2 separate regions of the Mus musculus genome follow, and region 1 is linked to region 2. The links are chromatin contacts, called in public Hi-C maps. All regions are on one chromosome and are shown on one strand. The core of a region is the stretch at or near the end of the contact, and the rest is flanking DNA. Distances in the headings are between cores, read along the strand shown. Region 1 has its middle 82 kb from the start of Gm31641. Region 2 has its middle 72 kb from the start of Gm31754.

Region 1 (3,253 bases), core at 642-3,141, 170 kb after region 2:
TTATCAGCTTAAGGTATTTTATGACAGTAATGGGTAGTTAACTGACATACCCAATATCCAGTGAGAAGATTCCTAAGAGAGTGACAGCTGTTCGCCCTGTCCTCCTACATTTCTGGCCCTCCCATCCCCACTCTGATTTGACGAGAGCCTGTTGATCTCAAAGCATTCCCAACAGCCATGCTCAAAGCTGCTGGTTTCAGAGAAGTTGGTTGAAAGTAGCTGTCATGGAGCCTCTGGTTACCCTCTAGAGCCAGGCTTCATTAACAACAGTCAGAAGCCCCTTAGCCCCTCCACACTACACTGCATCCTCTGATAGCGCCACATGCCTTGTCGCCTGGACTGCTGGCTCAGAAGCATTCAGGAGCTTTTGCCAGACAAGAAAGACCTCAGGCTCACCCTGGGCCCACACCCGAGTCTGTCTTTTATAAGATCTTAAAGCTACTTCCTTCAGGGCACATTAAACTCTAAGAATCTTTGGTCTCCTCGGTGTCAGCTGTGGTAACTGTACCTTCCCTACCAGTCAGTACCTTGGAGAAAAAAAGACAGACAGACAGAGGGAAGAGAGAAACAAAGGAAGGAAGAAAGGAGGGGAGAAGAAGAAAGGAGAGAAATGGGAGAAAGAAGAGAAAGGAGAACACAGGAGTTTAGGAAGAAGGAAGAGGTAAAGAAATAAAAGGATGCAGAGAAGACAGAAGGAGGCAGTGAGGGAAAGAGATTAAGATGGAAGGAATGGACAAAGGGATAGAGAGAAGAGAGAGTGGGAGACTGGGGAAGTAGGATGTGACAGGGAGAGAAAAGAGGAGAGAGATACAGAAAGGCAGAGACAGCGAGACACACAGAGATGAGAGAGATGCAGAGACAGACAGAGAGCCAGAGACAGAGAGAGAAAGAGAGAAAGGAGAGAGAAGAGATGAGAGAGACAGAGAGACACAGAGAGCGACAGAGACAGCAAGATACAGCGAGAAAGGGAAAAGAGAGAGAAAGACACACAGAGAGACAGAGACAGACAGAGAGACACACAGAGAAAGCGAGAGACAGAAAGAGAGAGAAGAGAGGAGAGATACAAAGAGAAACAGAGAGAAAGAGAGAAAGAGAGAGAGGAGAGAGAGAGAGAGGGAGGAGAGAGAGACACAGAGACAGAGAGACAGATTTCACGTTCAGCCTGATCTTTAACATCTAAAGCTTTAGCCAGTGGATGACACTGCAGGGTGGGACTAAGGACCTTGGAATGAGAGGCCTCCTTTTTCACTGCCTTCCTCTTCCTAAAACTCAAGCTTATTCACAGTTCCTGTAAAGGATATTAAGCCTCGGAGATTACAGGCACTTCGTCACTGGGGGATCGGGAAGGGGAAGGGATCGCACTAAACCTAGAGTTAGCCTGAGTGCAACTAATTGAAACCCTCAATTAATAGGATCAGCTTCCGCCTTCAGGACAAAAGCAAACACTACGAAGACAAATTAGCACTGGGATTTTTCCGTCATCCCCCTCTGGTGACATTCTGAACGCACTGACTACTGGGTACACAAGGAGCTTTGTGGGTTGTTGACAGCAGGCTGGGAAGACCAGGCTTGCCAGCCTCGCTCTGGATGGGCCTGCCACCTTAGCAGGCTGCGTCCTGTCTGAGCTTCATTTCTGGCCTGTGCAGTAGGGACTAAAATAACAACCATCTATTCAGAGAGCCTTGGCTGAGAGAAGTTGGGCTTGCTCCCAGGTCTGGGTTCCCTTCAACCTCCCTGTCTCCAGATCCTCCTGTCAAAGCACAGCTTGGGTGCACTGTACGCGCGCGCGCGCGCACACACACACACACACACACACACACACACACACACACGGTCTGAGTCCGCCAGCAGAGGGCGTGTTTTCCCCACAGCCTGGGGTTGAGGCGAAGGCTTTTTCTGTTTAAAACCAAAGCTACCCACAAAGGATGGGATAAGGGTAAAGAGTGCTACCGGAGGTGCTGAGCTGGTTTAGGAAACACTGGCACCACCTTCTGGAACATCGCGGTATTGACGTCCCCGTGGAAGAAAGCTGGTTTCCGGCAGGCATAGTGTGTCTTGCGCCAATCTTGGAACCTCAAGGCTCTAACAGTTTTCTTTTCTTTTCCTCTGTCATTTTCCAATCTCCTCTCACTCTTAGTTTTTCCAGCCAGGCTGACCTGGAATTTGCTGTGTAGCAGAGGGTGACCTTGAACTCCTGATACCCCTGCTTCCATTGCCCAAATGCTGGGATCAACAGGCACGAGCTACCTTACCTGCAGTTTTTCCTCTTATATTCCTGTACCTCCTGGGATATAGCCAGAGTCTTACGCATACTGAGCTAGTGCTTTAATTCTGTATGTATTCTATCTCAGCCTCTGGTAATCACTCTTTACCGGGGTTTTGCGTGTCTTCCTTCTGTTTCCCAATGCAAGCCTTTCCCTGACTGTCTGATTAAGCGCAGCCTCTATAGTGAGGACTCTGTGAGTGTTTTATGCTCCCCCTTCCAGTAGAGGGCCCTTTCATCTCACAGACTGTTCAAAGCTCTGTGGCAAGGCAGTTAGGTGCTGGCCCCGGAACTGAGAACTCCACCTCCAGTCAATGTTCTGTTTCGACGTGGTGACTTAGGCAGGTGAGAGTCCCTGTCGCCTCAGTTTCCTTGTCCATAACAAGGCTGACTGCAGAAGCCACCCGGAATAGTCAGACACCCAGAAACCAGGACCCTATTTTCAGACTCAGCTGGGGGCACCTGGGAGCAAGGGTGGAGCCTACAGCAGAACTAGAGATAGGACCAGCCTCTTCTCTGCCTGGCCAGACTCAGTTTCCTTGGCCACCTCGTTTAACAATTGGCTACTAAGTGAGCAGAGGCCATTATGTACTGTGTTAAAATAAGACCATTCCGGGCAGTCTGACTAAAATCATTCCCCATGCCTGTTTGCTCCATTAGATCACATGCATACATTTCCCCAGTTAAATTAATCGGAATGATGGACTCCATCTTTAAAGGCAATGGAATAATAAATTGCCGTTATCCAAACAGGGAAATAGGCTCTGTGGGAGAGCGTCACACCGCAGCTTCACGGTGCTCTACTACGCGAAGGTCTCCTTTCTACCCGCACTCTCTCACTCAGAGAAATCAGCCCTTTAAAATTGCAGGCGTCTGATGGAGCAATAGAGAATGAACCTACACAGACTGAAGGATGCTGGGAGTCCAGACCCACGCTTTGTGAAGAACCACAAGTCTGTGACCACAGAGATGTCTTGCCATCATGCTCTT
Region 2 (2,885 bases), core at 59-2,558:
ATCATTTCCTCAGGTGAGGATGTCACCAAAAAGAAGACAACCCAGGTGCAGCAAACCCCACTAAAACCCAAGCTTGTCAGTGAGCTGACACTGGCCAACTCCGGCTCCAGAGCGATGAGAAGTGAAAGAAGGTTGATCATGACGTACCAGCCTCAAGTGTTGTATGTATTGCAGCAGCATGAGGAAACCAAGAGAACATAAGAGCTGGCTCATGCCAAGGGGGAGCAAGAGACTTCCCATCTGCTATCTGGGAACTTGAGACCCAGTAAATCTGCTGTATAATTAAATCTATGTCTGAAGGCTCAAGAAGCAGGGAGCTTTGTGGTGTAAATCCTTCAGTCTGAAGGTTGAGAACTGGGAGCTCTAGTGTCTCGGGTCAGATGTTAGCAATGGGAGAATTACCTCCACACACACCTGAGTAGTGTGTTGTTCGATTGAGACCCTCAATGGCTCTCAGTGCTTTCGATGATGGATCTTCCCACTGATTCAAACGTCCAGACGCTCTAGGGATGCTTGACATGTGGGTCTCAGTGGACCCCCTAGAATCAGATATAGAAGTGTCTAAATCTCCCCTAGCTGTCCTTTCTTTCTCCTTTCCTCTCTACTTTCATGTCTCCCCTTCCTTCCTCACGCCCCACTCTCTCGCTTGTGAGGACTTATTGGAACTTTTACATATGGAGGCTACATTTGAGGTAGGCTGGTGTCTCTCCTGACATGAACTGGCACACAGCTACCATGGCAGTCGTGAGAATGTTTGCCGGGTAGACTGCACGATTTTCTCATTTATAAATATAATGAATCTCAGAACTAGCAGACGTCATTTCTTTTCGCCATCATTCAAAGTTTTATTGAGAGGGATGGTCGACTCTGTCCTCAGAATAACTTGTCACATCCTCCCATCTCTTCTCTCCTTCCCGACATCCTTGCTTAGATCACACATCCAGAGCTGTGAGCTGAATCTCACCACCAAAAAAGATTTGTCCCAACCCCAGGCCTCTGTGGTCATAAACGGTTCCTTATTTGGCAATGGGACCTCTGTAGACACAGCTCCATTAGGAGGATGAGGTCACGCCTGACTCACTGCGTCCAGACAGGATCCTAGTGCCTTTATCAAGGGGCCAGGTTTGGAGTCGTATTGGAAGGGGTTGGGGGAGGTGTTAGGGCTGGCTGAGCCGCAGAACCAAGGGATGTCTCTGCACGCCAAGAAATGTGAATGTTACTGGCAAACACCAGAAGCTAGGAGAGGCAGGAACTGGTTCTCCCCCAGGGCCTCCAGAAGAAACCGCCGTGAGTGTCTTCACTGAGATCTCACTCTAAGTCACAAAGGTGGTGGCACTTCCTGACCACAGTTCTGCGGAGTTCTTGAACCTGGTGGCCCCAGTGGCTTTCAGATACAGTTCCTGCTTCCAGACCCTTAACTTCTTTCATCCTGGACCACCATGGCATCCTGCACTGTGTGCTCACTGCTGGTCTGACGCCGAGGAAAGGGCCCTCAAACACTGGAGGGAAGTCCAAGAATGTGGAGAGAGATATTTTGAGCCCAGGAAGTGGCTTTGATCTTTAAATACACCCCATACTTGCTGAAAATGTGGGGTGTTCTTTTTAAATATCTTCGGCTCTCCTAAAATTATCTAATACCTCTTACTCTGCCAAAGCTACCTGGGGATTAAGACACCTTGCTTTCCCATCACATACTGGGCTATTGTTTCTCATGGCTCCTCTGGGCTGCTCATCTCTCTGTATGTTTTCCTCTGGACCTGAGGGGAGGCTCCTCCTCCTCCTCACTAAATACTGTTTAAATCTCATTTTCTCTCTGGCTGAGAGCTGGAAATGAGCACCTCAGACTGAAGATACTTGAACTAATGTCGCCAAACAGGTCGTTACCTGTGTCCTCCTCAGCTGGGCAGACTGAGAGTTTTCTGAGGAACTCCTTAAAATTGTCACCTTGGTGTCTTTGTATAAATTTTCCTAATTACTGTGTCCAGAGTCCACTGGTGAGACCCATAATTTATGTTTGTGTGCCAGACTGATCACAGACAGAGACCTGGACAGTGAACTCAGATAGCTTGTCTCTATAGGAAGGATGGTTCTGTCCTTGTACGGGGAGGGACAGAGGGTTTCCATTTCTTTCAGCTCCGTTGATGATGCTGAGTTCTGAGCTTAGAGCCAAACCAGGAATATGGTATGTGGTTCTTCTGGCTCAGTTTCTAGTCACCTGGAGTCACAGGAAGCTTTCTTTGCCAGATTCACCAGATGGTAAATCTGTAGTCATGACCTTGGTACTCCTTGCTGGAAATGGAGGCCAGGTGTGGTACCAGCAGCATCTCTGTGTGGCTCAAGTGTCTTCCTGACAACCTGTCTGGAGTAAAGGTATAGGAATGCCAGATCTCAGCATGACTGGGCTGAGGGTCCCTGTGTATCTGGAAGGCTTTGGTCCATCACAGTCTGTCTGGAGCTGTGATCCACAAGGTCAGGAGGAGATGGGATAAATAGTGACAGACATGTGTGTTGTATCTTTGAGCACACAGCTTCTCAGCGGTCAGGTAAAATGTACGTGCATGTGCATCTGTGTGCATGTGTGTGTTTGTGTGTATGTGTCTATGTGGGTACTTCATTCTTTTCTTTCTTTTCATTTTTGTTTTTTGAGATAGGGCCTCTTTATCTGTAGCCTAGGCTGACCTTGAACTCAGACTCACAATAGACCACACAACGGCCTCTGCTTTCTGAGTGGTACAATTATAGGCATAAGCTACCAAGCCATTTTTTAAAAAAAAATTTTGTTAGTTTTTGAGACAAGGTCTCATGGATCCTGGGCTACCCTCCATCTCATGTAACAGCCTAGTGTGTCCTTGGACAGCTGACTTTTTATATATCCACATAGAAGT

The links. Hi-C and Micro-C count contacts between places; a contact is called where the count stands out from the background.
Region 1: a contact with region 2 is called in a Hi-C map of CD8 T cells, with 2.0 times the contacts expected there. The contact joins two enhancer-like sites. A contact is called at or near these places in 1 of 484 Hi-C or Micro-C datasets (CD8 T cells) and 1 of 115 datasets of contacts at active chromatin or transcription factors (embryonic stem cells).

The regions. Positions count from the first base shown.
Region 1 is chr16:95,339,715-95,342,967 of GRCm38.p6, forward strand. No RefSeq gene overlaps it. Among named protein-coding and RNA genes, the nearest start is that of Gm31641, 82 kb to the left of the region's middle. Within about 2 kb of position 1,892, at least 55 of the 459 cell types and tissues checked have an H3K27ac peak or open chromatin away from gene starts, as enhancers often do. A contact at or near this core is called in CD8 T cells, where this site is marked.
Region 2 is chr16:95,167,208-95,170,092 of GRCm38.p6, forward strand. No RefSeq gene overlaps it. Among named protein-coding and RNA genes, the nearest start is that of Gm31754, 72 kb to the right of the region's middle. Within about 2 kb of position 1,309, at least 19 of the 459 cell types and tissues checked have an H3K27ac peak or open chromatin away from gene starts, as enhancers often do. A contact at or near this core is called in CD8 T cells, where this site is marked.